2 separate regions of the Mus musculus genome follow, and region 1 is linked to region 2. A link is a contact called in public Hi-C data. All regions are on one chromosome and are shown on one strand. The core of a region is the stretch at or near the end of the contact, and the rest is flanking DNA. Distances in the headings are between cores, read along the strand shown. Region 1 overlaps C2cd5 (C2 calcium-dependent domain containing 5). Region 2 overlaps St8sia1 (ST8 alpha-N-acetyl-neuraminide alpha-2,8-sialyltransferase 1).

What was found. Hi-C and Micro-C count contacts between places; a contact is called where the count stands out from the background.
Region 1: a contact with region 2 is called in a Hi-C map of liver, with 2.8 times the contacts expected there. The contact joins two enhancer-like sites. A contact is called at or near these places in 1 of 484 Hi-C or Micro-C datasets (liver), 1 of 115 datasets of contacts at active chromatin or transcription factors (embryonic stem cells) and 3 of 9 other capture datasets (adipose tissue, liver and pancreatic islet).

What each region holds. Positions count from the first base shown.
Region 1 is chr6:143,009,089-143,014,411 of GRCm38.p6, forward strand. C2cd5 (C2 calcium-dependent domain containing 5) reads right to left here. Exons shown (of 29, transcript NM_001362113.1): 28 at 4,114-4,260; 29 at 1,832-3,048. The coding sequence ends at 2,920. Among named protein-coding and RNA genes, the nearest start is that of St8sia1, 47 kb to the left of the region's middle. Within about 2 kb of position 3,958, at least 5 of the 459 cell types and tissues checked have an H3K27ac peak or open chromatin away from gene starts, as enhancers often do. A contact at or near this core is called in liver, where this site is marked.
Region 2 is chr6:142,882,363-142,888,001 of GRCm38.p6, forward strand. The region is part of intron 2 of St8sia1 (ST8 alpha-N-acetyl-neuraminide alpha-2,8-sialyltransferase 1); the gene reads right to left. Among named protein-coding and RNA genes, the nearest start is that of Gm7457, 71 kb to the left of the region's middle. Within about 2 kb of position 3,624, at least 54 of the 459 cell types and tissues checked have an H3K27ac peak or open chromatin away from gene starts, as enhancers often do. A contact at or near this core is called in liver, where this site is marked.

The DNA.
Region 1 (5,323 bases), core at 2,708-5,207, 130 kb after region 2:
CTACAGGGGGTCTAGGCCCGCTGTGCCTTGCCCCTGGAGCTACAGTGAAGGCAGCTAGATGCTAACTGGCTGGGCCATCCTGCTGGTGACTGTCAGGTGCTGTTTTGGCTACTGTGCACCAGGGTGTTTCTCTGGGTTGTGGCCACCCTGAGAGGAATAGAGGAGCAGGATTCCAGTGCTGGAGAACGCCAAGAGCTCAGTGCATAAAGAACAAAACAAAACAAGTGAATGACAGCAACAAATGTAAAAAACAAACCAACAAGAGCCAGCCCCTTTGCTATGTGAAGGACTGTTGGAAAAAGAGTGAAGACAGGCCCACTGTACTGGAATCCCAAAGAACTTTCCACACACCAAGAACATGTGGAAGCCAAAGAAGAGATGGAAGTCCAGGGTGGTGGACAGCACAAAAAGCCACAGTTGAAATCCTGAAGGTGATGAGGGAATGGGGAGTGGGCTGGCAAGGAAGTCTGGGCCTGAGACAGCTCAGGCAGGCAGGGGAAATCTTGGGGACATGAGAAGTTCTTGGCTCTGGAATCAGAGAAGGTTTTTGCAGAGAGAAGCTAGAATTTCAGCTTAATTAACAACTACTTGTTAATTCTCCCTTCCCAGACAGGAGCCTAGTCACCAGCAATTTCAGCAGAAATCCCATCTAGAGGAATTCTAACCCCCCACCACCCCACCCTGCCAACACACACACACACACACACACTCACCTAGTGGCTCCTGGTTTCAGCTTATCAGACTATGACTTCATCCACAGCATCTCTGGAGACAGCTCTTATATGGCTCCTACCCAGGTTTCTTAGCAACCTTTTGAGCTATCTTAGGAGTCTCCAAAAGGCTATATACGGTATAAAGACTACAGCTTACCTTCAGAGAAGCCATCCAGTGAGACCCTCTGACATTTCCCTATGTTCTTGGGAGCATGCCCCTCCTACTTGGGTGTGCCTTTCTTCTGAACAAATGCTTTTCTTAACCCTATTTAAAATGTCTTTAATGAAATCACTAACCCTGTTGACTAAACTGGCTAATACTCTTTTTAGGGTCAAAGCTCTGAGCTCCTATTGGTCCGAGTCAAAGTCTATTAAGTCTTCAGGCCAGAGGGTGGGAGCATGGAACTGTCTCATCCACTGGCCACTGAGAAGCCTAGGACCTTAGAGGGCTGTTCCAACAGTGTCCAGTGTCTGACAGACAGAAGGACCACACACTGGAAGACACAGACCTAGTCAGTAAGGACATCCAAGTGAATAAGAAGGGTCTCACCTGCAGAGAGGTTCCTCCAAGGTTCTTCTTTACCTATGTTCCCCAGCTCTTTCTTCTCCCAGGACCCAGCTGTGCCTGCAGAGAAGTTTTGCTCAAATGAGAGAACTTCACTTCACTATCTGCACCACAAATATTAGTTTCCTCCCAGAAAAGAGGCAGAGTTGTTCCCTCACCTACAAATAAAAGGCAATTTTCTCTGCGAGGGAAAACAAAACAAAAACAAAACAAACAAAACACCGGGAAAACAAGGCAAGGCAAAGGTGTCTGGCTTGTTCAGCTGCTGTAAGGTAAACAACAGCATTCAATAGCAGGTGTTGAATACCTAATAGCCCAAGGACGGCAAGAGTGCCATAAGCACGCAGAATACACACACGCACACACACTCACACACATGCACACACAAGCACACTAAGGACCAGGACCACCACGCAGTAGGTACTCAGCAGAGGCTTACTGACTTCAGGAAGGGTGAGTGCTGAAAAGACTGTAATGTCTCAGGAAGGGTGAGTGTGGGTGAAAAGACTGTAATGGCTCAGAAGCATGCATCACACAAAAGAGGCAAAGAGTTAGGAATGTGTTGTTTATAAACTTTTTATTTAAAAAATAAAATTATAAACAAAATACAGAAAAATATTGACACCTGTGTAGCATTAAAATGACTTTTCATCTTTAGGGTAATTTGCTGTTTTGAGAGAATAAAATCCTATGTTTTATAAGGACATTTTATTGGGCAAAGGAGGAATTTGCTATCTCATTAGTAGTGGGTACTTGGCATAGGTAAGACTTAATACATACATTCAACACTTCACAGCATATTCAAGTCTCCTTTCCACCTTCTATACCAACAGTGTACCTCACCAATCCCTAAGATTATTGAGTGCAATATATCATTAGAAAACAATCCTGTTCTTCCTAGGTCAACTGTATTTTCACTACTTAAATACATTCCACAGCAGTCTCTCCCCTGTTGGAGCCAAGCCTCTTCTAGACAATTAAATATGAAGCAACGGCCAGTCGTGAGGTGCCCCCTCCCTCCTCCATGAGGACAGCCAGTCCTGAGGCATCCTCCGCTCCTGGGTGCGGACACCTCTGAGAAGTTCCTGAGAGCACTCAGGCAATTCTACAGACCCACACCGTAAACCTTCCTTTAAAAGATGGTCTAACACACTACCCATCCAGCTAACAAACACATCACCCATCCAGCTAACAAAGTCCTCACTTCAAGCAGAAGACACTGAGAAAGCTGCAGTCATTCTCTGAAAATACACACAAGTTTCCTCCATTTACAAATCAGCTATGGACTCATTAGCAATTGGATTCCTGCTTGGTTTTCAAAGCCACAGGAGCTTCCTACCCTAGACTCTTGATAAGCTTTCCATTTCATTTTTAATTATACTTTTATTAAAAATCAACACAAATTACAAATAACTCCCATAACTGAAGGTACCAGAATCCATGGGGCCTGTCTGTGTAGACTGGACAAACAAAATGTCAAGATCAGAAATTCTCAACTCTCCCAGATGTGCACACAAGCTATCCAGCCGCATCCCTGCTCCTCAGTACCCCACCCCACGCCGGGCCTCTGGGCTGAGAAGAGGGTGACACACAATGGAGACACATGAATTTCACTCGGTTGAGCCAGTTGAGCCGCTGTCTTCAAGTTGTAACTTCTCCGGTACATGAGGGCTGGCAGTTGGCAGCAGGCTGCTGAGATGACATGACCTCTAAGTCGGAGTCACGAACAAACACCACCGCGTCCCCACTGACATTTATGAGACACTGTGCCTGTGGAAACAGCAGACAGAAGCTCAGACGCATGCAGGCGAGGGGACCACATGCCTGCTGTACACGGCTCTGGGAGAAAAGCGAATCCGGCAGAGCCAGTCAGGCACAGGATTAAAAACGATCTAGCAAGAGTGGAGAAAAGAAATCCAGAAAGCCCAGTGATCCATGACAAGATAGTTAAGCCTGCTCTTAATCAGAGACCTATAAGGTGACAATAAGAGGCCATGCCTTATGATTGGAAGGTGGTGAAAGCTGGATGTTGCTAAAGCAACAAATCCCATGTTCTGGAGAAGGGTGATCTGTCAGTGTCTTTCAGAGCAGAGTCTGCCCTTCCCCTAGAGAATAGTGGACAGGACTTTTTACTGCATCATCTTTATAAAAGGAAAATACCCAAAACAATAGAAATACGTTCTAGAAGAAAGGGAAAATATAGATTAGCTATGCTCGAAATACTAAACAGAAGTGAACATTATATAAAATCCTGGCAGTATGGCTGTGCCAGGCAGGCTCCATGCTGGAGACAGAAGTGTGGTGTGGAGAAGCAGGAGCACAGGGCTTCCCTGACACAAAGCAAGGCAGAGCTGAGTCATCTCAGGAAACGCGCACTTTCCACAGCGTAAGGCCCTGAGACACTGCACCCTTAGAGGACAGGGCCTCCCATCTCCGTAACTCTGTCAGTTTCCCCGTAATATTTTGGTAGAATTAAATAAGTGGTCTGTCCTGTGGTATGTTCTCCACCATCGGGGCAGGTCAAACTAGACATCTCACCCTCAGTTCTCCTCAGAGAGGAGACACAGTTGTATCCATATTTCAAAAGTTCACCAAGAACTGGCAGATCAATAGCTCAGAGCAGAAAGTCCAGAAATGCTTAACTAGGGGTGACAACGGGTCATGTGAGGTGTAACAGCACCTGAGTGGTGACAACCGCGTGGTTATTGAAGCAGTCAGTAAGCATGCTGGAAGCATCCTCACTCAAAGCCCTAACAAGCCGCTTCTGTGGAAAGGAACGGAGCTGGGTGGCCAGAGGCACCCTCAGGTCCTCACGGTGGCGGGCTGTTGACTCACCTGGTTCTTACTGGGGTTCTCCATGAAGACACACTGCTTCATGATGTAGGACACAACAGCATTCCCGCCCAGCGCTGCCACGTGAGCTCGGACCATGGCAAACACTTCAGCAATGAAAGCGTGGAGAAAACCACTGACTCCGCCTTCCTGCAGACAACGTCACACACAGGGCAGGACACACAGAAATGTCAGAGGACACAGTGCACATTCCAGGTTACCTTAATGTAAAGACAACCATTTACATTGTCTTCAGAGTGAAGGTTTGTCTTTTTCATTAACAAGCACACTTTTACTAAACACATCTGAGTAAGGACTTTGAAGGACTTTCCTTAGAGCTCAGGGCATTGTGATTTGCCTGTGACTATCCCTTATCACACAACTGTGCGTTTTATGAACACAGACCTCATGCTGCTGGCAAGTGCACTGTACGAATCTGCACACTGCTACTGCTTCAGCACCGTCACCATCATCCTGATTTTGCTCAGGGCCAAATGTGAACCTCAGGACTCAGCTGAGCTGGGCCTACACGTGTGTGCTCCCATGCACACGTGTGTGCTCCCATGCACACATGTGTGCTCCCATGCACACGTGTGTGCTCCCATGCACACGTCTCACTGGTGGTACTTGCTGCACCGTCTTCCACATTCTGTGCTAATAAGAATTCAGCATTGCAGAGAGAAGCAGCGCATACATTGCTAAGAAGCAGAGGCTACTGTGGGGTAAGGACTTGTATTCACAAACGAACAAAACAGAAATGACAAGCCAGTCAATAGTGTAAAGGCTTTTCAGTTTAACTTTCCTATCAACTCTACTAGAGGTTCAGGATGATCAAAATAGGAACTTCTGAATTAAATTGAAGTAAGAGAACTTGAAGCCTACTGTTAGAAGCAAAGTTATTTTCTTAAGTACATCTTTAAAAAAACAAGTTAGAGAAAGTACCCAAGGATCTAAAGGGATCTGCAACCCTATATGTGGAACAACATTATGAACTAACCAGTACCCCGGAGCTCTTGACTCTAGCTGCATATGTATCAAAAGATGGCCTTGTCAGCCATCACTGAAAAGAGAGGCCCATTGGACTTGCAGACTTTATATGCCCCAGTACAGGGAAACGCCAGGGCCAAAAAGGGGGAGTGGGTGTGTCTTAGTCAGGGTTTCTATTCCTGCACAAACATCATGACCAAGAAGCAAGTTGGGGAGGAAAGGGTTT
Region 2 (5,639 bases), core at 2,374-4,873:
CAAGTAGAAGTTTTGCTTTGCTAACCTTATAAATGACCCAAAAGGTTGTCACCACCACGTCAACTGCTATTAGTCACCATGTCAAAACATATGCCCACATTTCTTCATGAAAATTTTAGGGATTTGACCATAAAGACATCAACACACACGTCACTGCACCCAGACTGGTCATTTCTCTGTCCCCTCACCTACCACTGGAGATGGACGCCCACACTTAATTATACTTCACCCACACACATAATTTAATTTCTTGCACATATGTTAATTATACCCCCAACCTAAGCATCCAAATATACCCCCTCCTTTCTTCACATCTAATTATAGCCCCCTCTTATGAATGTAATTACACTATCATCCACCCATGTAATTATGCCCCCTCAACATATCTAATTGCACCGCCCTGTTCAAGGACCTAATTATATTGGAAGCAACACAACAATTAAGCCCCAACCCTCCACCAATATCCCTCAGATGGGTACACCTGTATCTCTTACCCAACTGCTTCATTTCTTCAACTAAGGTTCAACAATTTTCCAGAAGGAAATCCGTAACGAGCATGGTACCCACTGGCCAGGCAAAATTGGCACAAACCGAGTCAAAGAAACCCCAGCTCCTTCCAGGAGGTAAAGTAGCGTGCGTTTGGTTTTGTCAGCCATTTGACAGAGCCTTTGGAAGTCCAAATCAATTTCAGTTGTGTTCTTCCTTTGCATGTGTGAGCATTTTTGTGATGAAAAAATCTAGTAATTAGTTCATTTCAAGGAAAATGCTTCTTATTACAGATAGTTAGTTATTGAATTCTTTGTTGAACATTACCCCAAACTTTCTCTAGGGATATGTAAGTACAGACTGTAGAATATTTGCAGAACAGTTTTGCAATTATGTAAGAACGATTTCACAAAAATGTTAATGCTAAGATTTGTACTCTCCTCTCTACGAACAACATTGTGATTTCAAAATGGAAAGTCAGCATTATGTTTTCTACAAAGCAGGCAAACTTTGGAAATTGAATGAAGTGAATATTTATATGCTGTTACTTGTGTATATGTGTGTGTATTTGTGTATGTGTATATGTATGTGTATGTGTGTATGTGTATATGTATGTGTATGTGTGCCTGTATGTGTGTCTATATGTATGCTTGTGTGTCTGTATGTCTGTGTGTGAGCATGCATGTGTGTCTGTATGTGTGTGTTTGTATGTGTACATATGTGTGTCTATGTATATGTGTGTTGCATGTATGTGTATGTACATATGTGTGTGCATGTGTCTATATGTGCGTGTATATGTCTATGTGTGCTTGTGTGTCTGTCTATGTGTAAGTGTGCGTGTATGTGTGTATGTGTGTGTATGTCTGTGTGCATGTGTGTGTACATGTGTGTGTATGTGTGTCTGTATGTGTGTGTGTGTGTGGTATGTGCGTTTACATGTGCTTGCACATTTGAATATGTCTGCTGTCCAGAGAGCTCTAAGGAATCCTCCTGCCTCTATTTCCCTGGTACTGGAATTACAAGGAAATAGTACACCCAGCCTTTAGGTGGGTGCTGGGGAGTGAACTCAGGACCTCGTTCTTGCATGCCCATCATTAATACTTTGTCCATTAAAATGTGTTGCTCAAACAACTGAAAGAAGTAACCCTTTGAAATTTTGCATATTCAACTTCATCTGTAAGCTCAGGACACAACCCATGCGGTTTGATTCCATGCGACCATTCAGAAGACTTTTGGAAAATCTCACAGTCAATGACAAGTTAATTACTTAGTGCTGTCGTTTCTGTCTCCCAAATGGCAAAGCAATGACTGCACTGGATCTTATACCGTGCCTGTGTGTGGCCACATTTCAAAAGTCATCAAAATGGCTAAAGTTATTATTTTCCTTGTGGTGGAAGGAAATATGAAGAGCACGGAACATTTCAAAAGCAGCAGGAAGTTTTCCCCACAGCAGAGCTGAGAGCAGGAAGGAGCAGCTCACCCACCGCAGCTAGCCCCGCCCACCGCAGCTAGCCCTGCCCCATCACAGCTAGCCCTGCCCATCGCAGCTAGCCCCGCCCATCGCAGCTAGCCCTGGGCTTGCACTGCCTTCATTGGAAGAAGCATTAAGGGGTTCTTCAAGGATATGGAGGGGTACATCTTCCTGTTAATGCAGCAGGTCTCAAACTGTGGGTTGCGGCCCCTTTAGCAAACCTCTGCCTCCAAAAATAGTTACATTTCAGTAGCAAAATTACAGTTATGAAACAGCAAAAGAAAAAATTTTATGGTTGGGGGTCACCACAACATGAGGAGCTGTCTTAAAGGGTCACAGAGATAGAAAGGATGAGGACCACGGTGTTAGTGAATGTCGCCCCTAAACCTCACCAGCCTGCACCCGACTCCCAGCTTCAGTGGCTCCTCCCACTCTCTCGAAGCATAAACCCTTGGGCTTCTAATTTGTGTGGGCCCCACTCCATAAAAACTGAGGACTGAGGCGTCATGTTAGAGACAATGTGGTCAACAGGCACTGCTTTAGTTTTGTATGAACCAACAGTACCTAGGCACCATAGGCTAGAAATGGAGTTGGTTTCTGCTTGGTTCTGTCTTCAAATCATTTCAACATCTACTGCCTCAGAGGCCCTTGAGTAGCAGCTCACCACACACACACACACACACACACACACACACACACACACACACATGAGAGAGAGAGAGAGAGAGAGAGAGAGAGAGAGAGAGAGACAGCTACTGATTATATACAAATGGCCTGTAGTTCCTCCTTTAACAAATAATCAGTGACATCCTAATTCCTCCAAAGAAGGCCTGGTGTAAGACAATCACTCTCAAGATACAAGTCCCACCACGTTTCCTGACACAGATCTTCCTTCACCAAGGTACCCAGAACCCGACACCAGCATCTTTTGTGCCCACATGGCCTAGGCAGGTGCCCAGCATCCCCGTGCCCCATCTCCTGTTTTCCTTACCCCACTCTCTACCCACAGGATTGTTTTTTTGTTTTGTTTTGTTTTGTTTTGTGTTTTGTTGTTGTTGTTGTTGTTGTTGTTGTTGTTGTTTTTCCTTCAGATCTGCAGGTACTGTGCCAAACAGGATACACTCACAAGCTCAAGGAGCACTTGACAATGCGAGCAGATTAGACGCAAGTTAGAATTCATTTATGTTCAATGAGTCATGAGAGCTGTGTGTCAGAGCTGTGTGCATGGGCTTGTAAATCTATATGGAGTCAGATGACATCATTTCCTCGGCACTGCAGAGAGCTTAGGGTGTTCTGTCTGTTATTTTGTCTCAATCTGGAAGCCTCTGTTGATGTTTCCAAACAAGATACTTCATGGACATCACCCGCTCCACACAACAAAACCATCATCAACGTATAGGCGGGAGGACACAGCTGACCGCAGACTGGGTGCCTGTCCCTGATTTCCTGTTTTCTCGCTTATTTCTAGAAGCAACTTTGCCACCAAAAGGGACACAACAAGACTCTTCCTCCCGTTCCCCCATAATCAAGAACTGTGGACATCAAGTGACATTCAACTAAGGACATTTACCAATGACCAATGTTTGTTGTCAAGCCACCAGCTACTGGGCACTGTGCAAGCAGCTAGGTCAAAAGTTCCTGACCTCTGGCTGGCTGTTTGTTCTGTTAAAAGGTCACATGAATCAAGAGTTCCATTTTGTCTTCGGCTATAAACAGCGTATAATTAGTCAGTAGCACAGTGGATTGCCAAACTGTTAGCCCAGTATCACAGGTTAGAGACTTGAACTAACAGTACCAAGATCTATTAGTTAGATACTAACTAAATATGGGCATCAAGAAAAGAAAGCAATAATGATGGCCTTGTGTGCAGCTATTTTATCTATTAAACAACAAAGAAACAAAGCCTCAGATGTATCGCTTTGGGAAGAATTCTCCCTGTATTTCCCCAGCGCTCTGAACAGCACTAAAGGGAGTGAAGTTGACTCCTGAACATCCTTTATTCTAGGAAGTTTTCCCAAACATCACCGGGAGCTCCCCTGATAAGTGTCGAAGCACTTAACTCAGGGAGCCTCTAAATCTCCCACCGACAATCCTATGTCAACTTACTTCATTCTGCCTTATAGACACCTTCTCTACCTTCTTCATGATGTGACCTCCAGAAACTGTGCTCATCAGCCACGATAGTTATGACACATGTTTCTGGTACCTGGGCTGGCTAGATTTATGTCAACTGGACACAGGCTAGAGTCATCTGACAGGAGGGAACCTTAACTGAGTAATATATCCATAAGATCAGGCTGTAGCCAAGCTTGTGGCCCAGCCTATTGACTGGAGGTGATGCCACCCCTGGTCCTGGATGCTACAAGAAATTGGGATGAACCAATGATGGTCAAGCCAGTAAGCAACATTCTTCCATTGTCTTTGCTTCAGTTCCTACTCCAGGATCCTGCTTGAGTCCCTAAGCTGACTTTTCTCAGTGATGGATTGTGACCTGAGAGTCATGAGCTGAAATAAACTCCTTTCTTGTCAAGTTCCTCTTGGTCAGTGTCTTACCTCAGTAACATAAAAGTATTAACACAGCCTCACTTTCACACTGTTGAAAGGACCTCTGGGTAGAGCTTAGAAGTTGGAACTATCCCATAATATTCTTGTATAAAACCAATCTGATATTTCCCAAACTCTCACACACATCATTGTCAATTGGACTAGAGTTAATATCTTCATTGGGTAACAGGGCAAAACACTACAGAGGTTCCTCCATCTTCAATTCTTACTGAGGCCATTTCTGGTTCACGTAGAACTCAATCTCTTTGATGGAGAATCCCACGGAAAACCATCCAACTCTGTTCTAGGCATCCAATGTTAGGCTGTCCTAGATAACTTAGTTTCGCTTCTGTTAAATTCTTGTCTATGTGGAACTGGCTCCAGCTTCTGTTAAAACTGCTTGCTTCAAGCTGAAGTTGTCCTGCAGTTGCTCACCAAGATGCCCAGATGTGGTTTCTGCCTTTAAAGACCCTGCATTCTGGACATTTGGGGCCATATCTAGGTCCCCAAAAACTTGAGTGTGGTCCTAGCTAGCTGGAATAAGGGCTATCAGTTGCCCTCTCCCTCTCCCTCTCCCCCTCCCCCTCCTCCCCCTCCCCCTCCCCCTCCCTCTCCCTCTCTCTCTCTCTCCTGTGTGTGTGGAGTGTGGTATGGTGTGGTGTACCAGAAAGGCTGCAGTTGAAGGGAAGACCCACTTCCTCAGGATGCACATTTCTATCTATGGTCTCTAACTAAAAAGGGAGGGGGTTGGAAGAGTAGAGGTTTTCATCTCTCTCTCGGCTTCCTGTCTATTCCTGTGACTAACTGCCTCACACTCCTGCCTCAGTGGTTTGCCTCCATGATAGCTACTCTCTCAAACTACAAATCCTTATAACACTGCATTTTACCTGGTCTCATATCAGGTATTTGGTCACAGGAATAGAAAGAGTAAACAATACTCAGCCCCAGAACATCCCCTGACCAATCTCACTCTCGAAATGGGACTAATATTTATATCCTGTCCAGACCTGCACAAATACAAGGACCTGAGTTCAATTTCCAACCACTCACAGAAGCTGAACATGGCTGTATGTGTCTGTGCATACATGGGAGTCACAGACAGTTGCATCTTGAAAGCTTGCTGGCCAGGCTAGCCAAG